Linked DNA regions of Mus musculus: region 1 is linked to region 2. A link is a contact called in public HiChIP or PLAC-seq data. All regions are on one chromosome and are shown on one strand. Each heading gives the region's core, a stretch centred on a gene start, on an enhancer-like site or on the middle of the called end of the contact. The rest is flanking DNA. Distances are from core to core; before and after follow the strand shown. Region 1 overlaps Zzef1 (zinc finger, ZZ-type with EF hand domain 1). Region 2 overlaps Spns2 (spinster homolog 2).

Region 1 (6,720 bases), core at 1,570-4,069, 380 kb before region 2:
CTCTGTGCTCTGCTCTGCTCTGCTCTGCTCTGCTCTGTGCTATCCTCTGCTCTGCTCTGCTCTGTGCTATCCTCTGCTCTGCTCTGCTCTGTGCTATCCTCTACTCTGTGCTCTGCTCTGCTCTGCTCTGTGCTATCCTCTGCTCTATGCTCTGCTCTGCACTGCTCTGTGCTATCCTCTGCTCTGTGCTATCCTCTACTCTGTGCAAATAAAGCCAAGTGTTGCCGAAGTTAAGCTTGGGGCAAACTGCTCCCTCAAGGGAAAGTTCCTCTCATAACAGCCTTGCTGTCTTATTTCCAGTTTCACGTTGTAGTTATTTATTTTATACATGTGGGCACATGTATCTCACAGTGTGCTTGTAGAGGTGAAAGGACAAACTGAAGGAGTTGGTTCTCTCCTTCTATATTGGTCCCAGGGATCAAACTCAGGTCCTGGGCTTGGCAGCAAGTGTCTTTACCTACTGGGCAACTCACTAGTATTAAAGGCCTTTCTGAAATTTATTACTCAAATGCATAGATATGCATTGAGCACATACTGTGTGTGAACTCTGAAGAGAGTTCTCTTACTTATTCTAAGATTTATTCTTAAGAAAAATAAATGACATGGCCAGGCAGTTACTACTCTCAGAACTGGGGGAACAAACGCATTCCTCTTGCATCTATGCCTGGGTACTACTTACTGCAGTGTGCCTTTCTGACACATCTCAACCAAACTAAAGATTATGGTCCAATCCACTTCCAGCACTTGGCATAATTTCACACTCTCTTTCAGATGAAGTCTTCTCTGGTAAACCCTAGGGTGGGTTAAACCTCCCTCTGTCATAGTCATATCACATCTGTCTCTCCCAACCCCTCTAACGTTCCAGTGTTGGCTCAGAGCTAGTGCAGTTAGCAATGTTTGTAGAAAGGGAAAGCAGGTAAATGAGTGAAGGACAACCTGGCTACTGCTTACTTTGGCAACTCTGCACTGTTGTAACTTGACATCTGCTTCATCCCACTCTTCTTCTAGCTCAAACCAGCCAATAGGATCATCCTCTCCAAGGTCATCAGATGAGCAACCAATCCTGCGAATGAATACAAATGTAATCATAGACATTTTCTTGCTTCAAAGTTTCTCCAGAGACTGACAAGGTCTCATCCAAATGTTATTTAAGCCAGGCATTTCCAGTGAGATGGAAGAGCGACATACCAGGATGGGCATTTCTGGTAATCACTGAGGAAGAGGCAAGAGTGGCTTCCCTTGCCTAGGTCTGACTAATGTGTGTATAATTACCCTGAGGTCTGAGTCATGTACAAACAACTGAAGGGGTTGATGCCTCATATCCTGGAGCTCTCAAATCTCAGGCTTCACAGACCTCTGTTGATTAGCAAGTCCTCCAAAGGAAGCATTCCATCCTTAAAACAAAGGATAATTGCATCTTTCTCCTTAAAAGCTGAATGGGTAAGTGCTGCTCCCTCTTCAGCAGGCACTCTTTCAAGCACCATTCTTGGTTAGTTGGTTGGGTGGGTGGACAGGTGGTTGGTTGGTTGGCTGGCTGGTTGGTTAGAGACAGTTTCACTAGGTAGCCTTAGCTACTCTGGAACTCACTATGTTGCTATAACAGACATTTGCTTGCCTCTACCTCCCAAGTGCTGAGATTAAAGGCCACCATGCATGACTTCAAGTTTCCATTGTTAAAATCTCATACTACTTGGCCTATGACTCAACTCTCACACTAATAGCTCACTGTATAAGCATGTCTAGCAATCACAGATAACTATGGGGAAAAGTGAAGAAAATGTACAACAGGATCTGGAACAAAGGAAAAATTTTATTCTCTTCCTCACACAAATATTTCTTGGTAGAAATCTTTTGTGGTATAATTGATTATAACAGGACAGGTGGAATTTGCTAAGCCCTAATTGTCGATGAGTCTCATCCATCATACATGTTTGAGGAATTTTAAATGTATTCTTTGAGGGCATACTATCTCAGTGGTATGGCATTTGCCCAGCATATGTGAGAACTTGGTTCTATCCTCAGCTATGTAGCCCAGGCTGACCTTGAACTCTCAATGTCTTTCTATCCTCCTGCCACCATGCCTGGCAGAAAGTCTACTCAAAAGAGTCTGCAACCTAAAAAAACTGGCAGAGTCAGGTACTGGAGAAGCAAGTTCTCTCACTAAACCACACTGTACAGTGGGCAGATGCTGTCTCCGGAGCATAGTGCCAGAAAAACACAACAAAATGGTCAAGAAAATGTTATTTCCAACTGGAGAGAGACTGATATTATATGTAGGCCAACTAAGTTGGCCTACATTGAAGAATAACTCAGGCTAAAACCAGATCAAATCATTAAGGGACTCATCAATAGGCCTGTATTTAGGTTAAAAAAAAAACCCATCCTGCATAAGATATGAAAGACCTTGTTTGACAAAAAGTTTAGAGGAAAAGACCTATTTTAATATCCCAAGAGTGAGAACACAGTTGCTTAAAATTAGGTGGTGCCTGCAGCCATTATTAAAAAAGAAATCATGCTGGGTATGGTGATGGAAACCTGTAAGCCTAGCACACAGGAAGCTGAGGCGTTCTGAACTGCCCAAGCTAATAAGACCTAATCTCAAGAAACAAACCACAAACAAGACAGGCAATGAAGGAAAAGAGGAGGAAAAGAAAGGAAGAGGAAGAAAGAAAGAAAAAGAAGACTTAGGTCCTTCCTATAACTACTAAATCAGACCTGTATTTTCACAGGATCTCCTGGGAAATACAATAGCCCAGAAGGCAAGTCCAGGGCTCTGATTCACAGTGATAACTTCCTAGCAGCAATAAGGAGGACAATGCTATCTGATGAGTCAGCAGTGACCTCTGTAGCAATGTCTACTTTAAGCCTTCATCTTAATGACCCACCCACACCCATCCCCTGATTTCTGAAGGTATGTATGGCCTGGCTTGTCCCCTATTCTCTAAGTTTTCTGTTGTCTCTTAACTAGTGCTGCTCATCAGGGTGACCTGTAGCCTGTAGTCTGGCTAGTCTACAGTCCTCCAGAACCATGTCTTCTATCTCTACATTTTCCTTTAGTTTTGTTTGAGACAGGGTCTTAATCTAGGTTGGTCTTGAACTCTCAGCAATCTTACCTCAGCTTCCTGAATGCTGGGATTATAGTCATGAGGCTACATACCTGGACCCTATGTTTTTAATTAACATTTCAAAGACTGTCATGTCTGTCCCTACAATACAAGAGTCTCTTCTAAGCTGCTGACCTGTTTGTCCTACTGGCTGTAGGACATCTCAAATCTTCCCAAGAGGGCTAACATTGAGTTACCTGTCTTCCCATAATCCTGCTTCTCCCTGGAGCATGTACTAGTTCAGAACAGGGTACTACCAAGTTCTCCACCTGCCCGAACTTGGTGCTGCCAGCCTCCTTTCCTCTTCTGCTCTCTACTCAGTCATCCCCAGGGCCCACAGCATCAAGCCACCTTGCTCCTCCTCCTCCGCTGCTGCTGCTGCTGCTGCTGCTGCTGCTTTAGAGGTCTTGTGCTGGTCTAGGCCACTCTTACTTTCAGCTTCCTGGGCAACACGCTTACTCGCAGCCTCTGGCTCTCTGTTTGCTTTCCTCTATTCATGATGTTGCAGCACAAGCCTGAGCAGTTCTTCCAGAACACACCTGACTTCCTTCATATTCTCTTACCTCCCCAATAACAAGCTCTACCCTCTGTCTGCTTGCCTCCCCACTACACACATGTGCTTCAAAGAGAAACTAAGACCTCAAACAAAGACATTTCTACTGACCTGGCCTCTCCCAGCTCTCCAGCTCTGTCCTTTGCCACCCTTCCCAACAGTGCAGCTTAGCCATACAATCACCTTCACACACTGCTTCTTCAAGCACCTACTTAGTGTGTAATTCACTCTTCAGAAACATCATAGCACTGCTCACTGGCTCAGGGCTACATTTCCTGTCAAGTAAGGCCTGCTATCTGCTCCCAGAGGTCTCCCGTATAGCATTCATTACACAGCTGACACTGTCTCCTGGCAGGAAGCTCTCTATGGTCACTACAGTGACCCCTCTGGTACTTTTTCCACTGCAGGACCTTCAATGCATCAGGCCCAGCACATAATAGATGTTTAATAAGTATTTTCAATGAAAGTTTGAGGAGGCTGGAGACAAGGCTCAGAATTAACACAGCGTGTTCTTTCAGAAGATCCAGGTTTGGTTCTTAGCATCTGCATGGCAGCTCCCAATCACTCATAACACCAGTTCTAGGGGATCCAATGCAGCCTTCTGACCTTCATGGGCAGTAGGCATACACATGGCGCAGGTATACACACCACCAAACTGTAGCTGGTCTTTGCTACTTTATGGGTTCTTCCTTTTCCCACTCTTTATCCTAACTCCCCCAGTTTTACCCCCTATCAGTAGATAGGAGAGAAAAAAGGATAGAGGGGAGAGAATAATTAGGAAAATTCCTGAATCTAATGTCTTTCTTGACCACAGCTACTAACAAACTGCAACCAACCTCCCTAAATGACTAACAACCACTGACCCTGCCTCTTAGGGGACTCATATTTATGTACCCTCTGAAAAGTTCTCAGAATTCCAAAGTCACACAATCACAGAAATATTTACATCTGGCAAAACAACACTTCTGCTAAAGCACAAGACAAATCATGATCAGCTGCTGAGGAAAGTTTGAAGCAGCCCCATATCCCTACACCTGGGGTTAAAACAAAAGCACATTCTTATATTTCTGTGTTTCTAAAAGAACCAAAAATTCCAGAATTCTTAAAAAAATGTCACTATAGGCTGGGCAGTGGTGGCAAACACGCCTTTAATCCCAGCACTTGGGAGGCAGAGGCAGGCGGATTTCTGAGTTCGAGGCCAGCCTGGTCTACAGAGTGAGTTCCAAGACAGCCAGGGCTATACAGAGAAACCCTGTCTCAAAAAAAAAAAAAAAAAGAAAATAACAATGACTTCTGGCCTCTGTGGTGGGTTACTGTCACCTTTTCTATAAGCATAATTCAACAATAAAGATACATCCTTTTTTTTTTTTAAGACAGGGTCTTACTATATAGTAATGGCTAGCCTAGAACTCACTATTTTAGATGAGGCTAACCCCAAACTCACAAAGGTCCACTTGCTTCTGCCTCCCAAGTGCCTCCCAATTAAAGGCATGCAATCCCGCATCCAGCGAGAGAATAGATGCAATTTTATTGACCACACAGACTCTCTCTGGGCTGTACCTGCTTTTTACGAACTGCCTCAGTTCCTGGAGTTTCCATTTGTCATATTTTTCAAACCGTTTGAAGTGTTCTTCTGCGTGAAACTTATTAGAAGGCGAGTTATAGGCAAAGACCAGCCCACACTGAGCACCAATGCCACCACGGCGAACCTGGGAACAGAGGCAAACATTCTCTGCTGATTTGTCTCCGGTTGACATAGACAGCTTATGGCACAGTGAAACCAATAAAATGCTATTCCATGTTACTACGCCCTGCAAGTAAGGCGGCTATTTCCTCTAAAACATTAGCTTGGCTCTCTCCATTCTTATAGTCACACTCCTCAGAGACTTAAAACTGAATCTAAATTTGCACACTTGCCCTCTGCCAGAGGACTGAGACAGAGGAAGATAATTACTGTATACCCAATGACAGGCAAGGATCTATGGAAACATAACCCAATCACTTTTTTAAAACAAACACACAAACAAGCAAATAAAAACAGGGCCTCTCTATGTAGCTCTGGTTGTTCTATAACTCATTATGTAGAACAGGCTGGCTTTGAATTCACAAAATCCACTGCTTCTGCCTCCTGAGTGCTGGGATTAGAGGTGTGTTCCACCACACCTAGCTCAATTCACTTTAAAACTTTTATTTTTTTTTTTGTGTTTGAGTATTTGCTTACAGATCTGTTTGCACACCACATGCATGCCAGGTTCCACATGGTGAGTCATCACAAGGCTACTGGGAATGGAACTCAGGCTCTCTAGAAGAGCACCTAGTGCTCTTAACTGCTGAGCCATCTCCCCAGTCCCTAATTCACCTTTGAAGAGCACTACAACTACTTAAGAAGGTGGAAGAGAAATTACCATAATTCTTTTTTTGTTTGTTTGTTTGTTTTATTTTTCTCTTTATTTTTTTCACACAAGCCAGTGAGTAACCTGTTTTAACAACATATTAACTTGACAGCAATTTTGTGTAAGCTGCAAACCAAATGAAAAGACAAAAGACTGCCTTTATAGGCCTCTTACTTAGAAGTATGTTTTTTCTCACCAAATACAGTAGCTAATATCTAACACTGCAGAAGTGGTCATGAATCAAGGGGATGGAGCAAACATCACAGCCCTTATAGAGTGGGCTTAGCAAAGACTGCACAGTAATTACCATAATTCTGATCTGTGTAACTTGGAAGGCAGAGTCACTTCCTGTAGAAAAAATAGTACTTGCTCTCGTTTTTCCAGTCTCTGTAAGAAAACCTAAGAAAAAGGAAAAGAAAGAGAAAGTTAGGACGTTTGAGTCATGGTTACAGCCCCGAAGATCTAGTATCAACAAAAGCAAGGGTAGCCAGCCTATCTGGTACCTTTGTGACAATTAGAAAAACAATACCTCTTTAGCAGATGTGGCTCCCTCCCACATCTCTACCTTCTGCAAAAAAGCAGTAAGAGATTCTCCAACACACACACACACACACACACACACACACACACACACACACACACGGTACAGTCTCCTCAGATTGTAATTTTC
Region 2 (6,258 bases), core at 1,335-3,834:
GTCATCTGTCTTATTTTTCTTTTGTGGCACTGGGGATAAAACCCAGGACCCTGAACTTGCTAGGTAAGTGCCCTGCCAGTGAGCTATGTCCTAAGCACTTTTCATTTTACTTTGAAGCCTGAAACCTGCTTGGTAGCTCAAACTTGCAATCCTCCTGCTTCAGTCTTTTGAGCTCTAGGATTACATGTGTGCATTATCCATGATAATATATATAAACAAACACACACACATACCATATACCCTCACCCAGGCTCCTTTCCATTTTCTGATGGCCTTGAGCCAACCCTATGAAGGAGAGTGAGGCTTGGTGCCTGAGCTCTAATGCTGAGCTGGGACTCCTCCCATCAACAGTAGCCTGGGTACCCTCCCCCCTCTGCCTGGCTACTTGCCCTACAGCTCCATTGTCCTAGACCTGTGGGCTCAGCAAGCGTGAGCTGAGTGAGGTCTTCCCCACACCCTGGCCACAGGATGTCCTCGTGTATGCGGGAACTGCCGGGAAATCCACTCTGCCTACACTGAGGTTGGGGGTGGGGCGGGGTAGCTAGTCTGGTCTGAAAGCTGTCCTCCCACAAAGAGGGAGGCTGGGGTGGACAGCACAGGAAGCTTCTAGCTGTTGCTGGTTTTTATTCCCAGCAGAACTGCCTACTGGCTCTGTAGGCCTCTCAGTGCCCATTGTTTCTGAGGGACATATAGTTCTCTGTCCTTTGCTTGGATTGTTCCTCCTGTACCTATCCTAGCAGCGTACAGGGACTGCCATTGGCCAGTGATACCCCTGAGGGCTAGGAAGAGCTGGAGGCTCCTCATCAGGCTGCAAAGGTGACCTGGCACATTCCTGACCCTGAATTCCTTTGTTCTTAAAGGAAGTCATAAGACTGGCAAGCTGGCTAAGTCATCTAGGATGAGTCTCTCTACTCGCTGGGGCCTCAGTGGCTCCAGCTGTAATGTGGGTACAGAAAAGTAGGGCTCAAGTTTTCTGATGGAATGGAGGAGCTTGGGAGCACGGCAGGCCTGACTGGCAGGTGGAAACACGTGCACTGCTGTTCTGGGAGCCTACCTAGCTGCAGTGATCCTACCCACTGCAGGAGCAAAAAGCCAGAGTGGGAGAGCCAGACGGCCCTGCTGAAAATGGTGCCATGTGGCCAAGGTCCAGGTGCCTGCCTCAGGTTCCTTCAGTCACTCAGTGAGGGCTTTTGAAAGCACTCCCTTCACAGGGGTGGGATGGGACATGCTAGGCCTCAGAATGTAAGCCCAGTCCTGGTCTCTAGGGACGTGTGTCCCCCTGTGGCCTTCTCACGCTGCAGCCTGACCCATCTCCTGCTGTTCCCAGTATAGCATGAATATTCTCTGACGTCAGGGGCGTCTGTGGGGACCATCCTCTTCCCAGTCTAGCATCAAGTGATATGATTTAAAGCGAGGGCTTCAGAGTCAGCTAAACTACAGTTTAATTTTGACTCAGACATACAGTTGCCCTGTGACATCACTTCTTTCAGCTGGGTCATCTTCTCTGTAAGATGAAGTTAGAGAGAGAATCGACAGAAATGATGAATGCATGTGCCAAGTGTGTGTCCAGGGCCTGGTCTGTCATAACTGATCCATCAGTGACAACTGCAGGCGTTATTAACAATAAGCATCGTGCTTCATTAACCATCGTACAATATGATTAGAAGACTTGAAATTTATATAATGTGTGTGTGAATGTGACAGTGTGCGCGTGCCTGTGACAGTGTGTGCGTGCCTCTGTGTGTGTGTGTGTGTGTGTGTCAGTGTGTGTGAGAGTATGTGTGTGTGCTTGTGTGTGTGTGTGTGAGAGAGAGAGTGTGTGTGCGTGTGTGTGTGAGAGTATGTGTGACTGTGTGTAAGAGATAGTGTGTGTGTGTGAGAGAATGTGTGTGAGAGAGTATGTGTGTGTGTGAGAGTATGTGTGTGTGAGTGTGTGAGAGAGTATGTGTGTGTGCATGTGTGTGTGAGTATGTATGTGAGAGAGTATGTGTGTGTGAGAGAGTATGTGTGTGTTCGTGTGTTGTGTGAGAGAGTATGTGTGCATGTGTGCATGTGTGTGACTGTGTATGAGAGATAATGTGTGTGTGTGAGAGTGTGTGTGCGTGTGTGTGAGAGTATGTGTGCATGTGTGCGTGTGTGTGACTGTGTGTGAGAGATAGTGTGAGGGGGAGCGAGAGAGTGGTGTGTGTGTGTGTGTGTGTGTGTGTGTGTGTGTGCATGTGTTGTCATCATGGTGAACTCCTAGGCACGTTTCATTACCCACTTTGACATTAGCAGGATTTGGTGACCCTTACTGATTCACAGGCTTTAAGTACATCAAGCTGTGCAATTCATGGTAGGACCTGCACTTTGGCTAGACAAGAGGCACTGCCTACTCAGATTGTCTCTGCCCACTCCCCACCCAGTTCAGACTGGCATACAGAAGGCAGTTGTTCCTCTTCCCCTCTAAACATGTGTAAGCCCTTTGAGACTAAGCTTTTCCTCGTCCACATCCTGATCTGATCTTGGGCAGGTCTTAGGAGGCAGAGCTGACAAGAAAGCATTCTTTCTGTAGATGTAAGGAAATAATACTGGCCCTGGCTAATGTAAACACGAGCCTTGTTGACCCAGCCTGCGCCTCGGAGGGCAGGGCATGAAGCACCTTCCCCCACACTGTCTCATCCAATACTCAAGCCACCAGAGCAGCAGCTATTTTTATCTTCATTTTACAGATGAGGAAGTTGGCGTGGGGAGCTGGCTTAGAGTGGCTCATGAGAGTCGATTGTTAAATTTTTAGGAATTGTGTGAGCCGATTGTTAGACACAGCCATTGTTAGAACTAAATCATAATAAACTTACAACTGAGTGATCTGTACTGAAAGAAGCTGATAAATTCTCAGAAGTCATCGCTTCCTAATTACTTTCTTACATCAAGACATTATCAGTGTGCTTAAGGTAAACTCCTTTTATCTGAATGGTGGAAACGCCTATGACTGAACAAGGTACTAAGCTCTGAGCTTCACATCTCTTAGGTGACTTGGCCTCAGCCGGGTAGAGTGTTTATACTGTGGAGATGCACAACCCCCAGGCATCGTGGGGCCCCTCCTCTGTCCCTTTTTAGAGAACCTGTTTCTACACATTTACCAGCACATCAATGAGGCTGACAATGACAGAGATGTGACCTGGCAAAGGAGCCTACCTAAGAAGGTGCAGAGCTGGGGTTGAACCCTATGGCGCAAGGACTGATTCTGCCCAAAGCTTAAGTCACAGACCTGAATTACCAGGTCCCCTCTCCTGTGTTTTCAAGTCTAGCGGAGAAAAGAACCCTTCATGCTACTCTGAGCAACCCACTTTGCCCTGCTCACGCCCTTCCTCTCGTCATTGCTCCTCCCCCTAAATACTGTCTCCCCAGAGGCTGCTAAACCACATACACATGAACCTAGCGTACAGAGGTCAGTGTTGTCTGGCCATCTGCCTACTGGCAGTGGGACTGCCTTCCATGAGACAGAGGGGACTCCCTGTCTGTGTAGTTGGCCTCTATTCTACCTGGATCTCTGTATCTCACCTAGAACACCAACCCCTCCCATCATCAACAGTGGCATTCTCTCCCAAGTCCCTGAACATTACTGTGCTCTTGTCCCAGCAGAGCCAAACCAGGTCATTAGTTCTTTGTTCAGCATCTCCTGCCTTCCCCGTGAGGATCCCACTCCATCTGGCCTCTTAGCCTTGTCTTCCACCCTTCCCCCTCCGTCACTTTGCTTCAGACACTCTGGCCTCTTTCACGCCCCGCAAACACACCAAGTGCACTCTAGCTCTCCTTTCCCCGGTACTTCTATGACTGTTTCCTTGTCTCCTGCAGGTCTTTGCTGAGTTGAAATGTCACCGTCTCTTCTATTTAATACTGTATGATCTGTCTTCTCTCTCATACATGTATTCTCAATAAAATTTTATGATAATGTCTATCATACTCTAAGGCAACACTGGACTCTGGCTGTACAGAGCAGCAGAGATGTTTGGCAGAGATGTTCGAACAGGAATGGCCAATGCATCAACCTCACCTCGGTCACAGAAATGGCTTGGTTTTTGCCAGATTCCACCCGAGGCTGCAGGATCGTCCCTGTGCGCTCAGCTCCTGAGCTTCAGTTTCTCCTGGCTTTCTGTTTCTGCGGAAAGCCTCATCTTCCTCATGCATCTATCAGCAGCTGCTTCTTGCCACTCCTTCCTCCAGGCTGTGGTCCTTCATACACGTATCTCTTCACATACATTTCATATATCTATACATCTCCTGTACCTGCTTAATATTCCTCATACAGCGTGTTAATTATTACTACTATTTTGTTATTTATGTGCCTTTCTTCCTTAGATCATTAAGTTCCGGGAAGGCAGGAATCTCCTGTTTATCTACCCATGAATCCCAAGCACCTAACGTATGTTAGTATGTTGCAGATGCCCTGTTTTAGTTACTTTTCTGTTGCTGGGAAGAAACACCATGGCCAGGGCAATTCCTAAGTGTGTGATGGTTTCAATGAGGATGGTCTCCACAGGCTCATAGATTTGAATGCTTGGTTCCTAGTTGGCAGAAGGAAAGGACTCAGGGGTGTGGCTTTGTTAGAGAAGGCGTTTCATGGGGATTGGCCTTGAGGTTTCAAAAGCCCACTCCATCCCAGTTAGCTTGCTGTCTGCCTCCAGCTTTCGGGTAAGATGAAAGCTCTCAGCTACTGCTCCAGCAACATGCTTGCCTGCCTGCCGCCACCCTCCCCACCAGGATGATCATGAACCTCACCCTCTAAACTGTAAGGAAATCCCCAATCAAATGCTTTCTTTTATAATTTCCCTTTGTCATAGTGTCTCTTCACAATAGGACAGTGACTAAGCATGCCCCTCCCCCTAATTTGTGGAATGAATCAATGCATGCATGAGTGACCAAGTGAATGGCAGGGTTTCCAATATTCAGGATAGCTTCTGCAGCCTGCTGGGCGTGAGGGTGGCTGAGTGACCTGGAAGATGGTAAGACCTGGAGTTCCAGGCTCAAGTTTGCCCTGATTTGCTGTGTGACCTTAGGTAGATAGATCTATCACCCTCTCTGAGTCTCTCCTCCTTTCAAGTATCCGTAAAGATTTAGAATTTTCTGTGCATGACTGTTTCCCTCCTATGTGAGCACCGAATGCATGCTTAGTGACTACAGAGATTAGAAGGGGACATCGGATCCCCTGGGATTAGAGTAAACAGTGGTGAGCCACCCTGTCGGTGCTTAGAACTGAACCTGGGTCCTCTGCAAGAACAACAATTTCTCTTAGCCTCTGAGCCATCTCTTCAGCCTCTCTCTCAAGCATAATACAGGAAGAATAATGCAGGCCGTGCATGCTGGTGCTCCCAGCAGAGAGGTAGAGGCAGAGGCAGGAGGAACTCTTGTGAGTTTGAGGCTAGGGCTGTATAGTGAGACCTGTCTCAAAACAAACAAAACAATATGGGCTGGGGGGTGTAGCTCCCCAGCTGGTAGAATGTGTACCTAGAATACATGAGACCCTGCGTTTGATCCTTAGAAGCACATAAACCAGGTATGGTAGTGCACACCTGTAATCCTAGAACTTGAGAGAGGGTAGTAGGATCCAAAGTTTAAAATTATCCTTGGCTACATAGCAAAGTTAAGGTCAGCTTGGGTTACAGGAAACCTTGTCTCAAAAAGCAAGCATGCCAAACAAAGGGCAAAACCTAAGGAACGCAGGCTCTGGGGCTAGGCAGACAAAGGTCCCATTTCTACTAGGACATTTACTGTCAGTGGGATCTTGGCCAGTCAGTTTCCCTGAGTCCTGCCTTCATCCATGAGGCAGGAAGCTCCTGGGGGTGATGCAGTAAGTAAGCCTTGAGCTAGCACTCTGAGGGAGCATTCCAGGGCTCACAGGATATGGAATAAGCTGGGGGGTGATAGAAGACTTGGAGTCCCATGTCCCCTAATCCCGCACATTCCCCCTGCCTGCTCTGTGTGCCACACTGAAATGGTCCCTCCAGGGCCACTTCCACCATCTGGATCCAGGCTCAGCTCTGTCTCATTGCACTTGGCCTTAGCCAGGAATGCACAACACACTCCAGCTCTCCTCTCTTCTTTCCACAGTGTTCATCTGCAGCTTCATGGTGGCTGCCCCCATCTTTGGCTACCTGGGCGACCGCTTCAATAGAAAGGTGATCCTCAGCTGTGGCATCTTCTTCTGGTCTGCTGTCACCTTCTCGAGTTCTTTCATCCCTCAGCAGGTGAGGTCCCCCAAGGTGCTCCTGCTTAGCT

What was found. HiChIP or PLAC-seq counts read pairs in DNA pulled down with a chosen protein or histone mark.
Region 1: a contact with region 2 is called in a FOXA1 HiChIP or PLAC-seq map of pancreatic cancer cells. The contact joins two enhancer-like sites. A contact is called at or near these places in 2 of 115 datasets of contacts at active chromatin or transcription factors (bone marrow-derived macrophages and pancreatic cancer cells) and 1 of 9 other capture datasets (pancreatic islet).

The regions. Positions count from the first base shown.
Region 1 is chr11:72,842,985-72,849,704 of GRCm38.p6, reverse strand. It overlaps Zzef1 (zinc finger, ZZ-type with EF hand domain 1), which reads right to left. Exons shown (of 55, transcript NM_001045536.2): 10 at 6,358-6,449; 11 at 5,218-5,366; 12 at 952-1,063. Among named protein-coding and RNA genes, the nearest start is that of Gm26121, 35 kb to the left of the region's middle. Within about 2 kb of position 2,819, at least 30 of the 459 cell types and tissues checked have an H3K27ac peak or open chromatin away from gene starts, as enhancers often do. A contact at or near this core is called in pancreatic cancer cells and pancreatic islet, where this site is marked.
Region 2 is chr11:72,463,612-72,469,869 of GRCm38.p6, reverse strand. It overlaps Spns2 (spinster homolog 2), which reads left to right. Exons shown (of 13, transcript NM_153060.3): 3 at 6,091-6,227. Among named protein-coding and RNA genes, the nearest start is that of Gm40194, 9.4 kb to the right of the region's middle. Within about 2 kb of position 2,584, at least 162 of the 459 cell types and tissues checked have an H3K27ac peak or open chromatin away from gene starts, as enhancers often do. A contact at or near this core is called in pancreatic cancer cells and pancreatic islet, where this site is marked.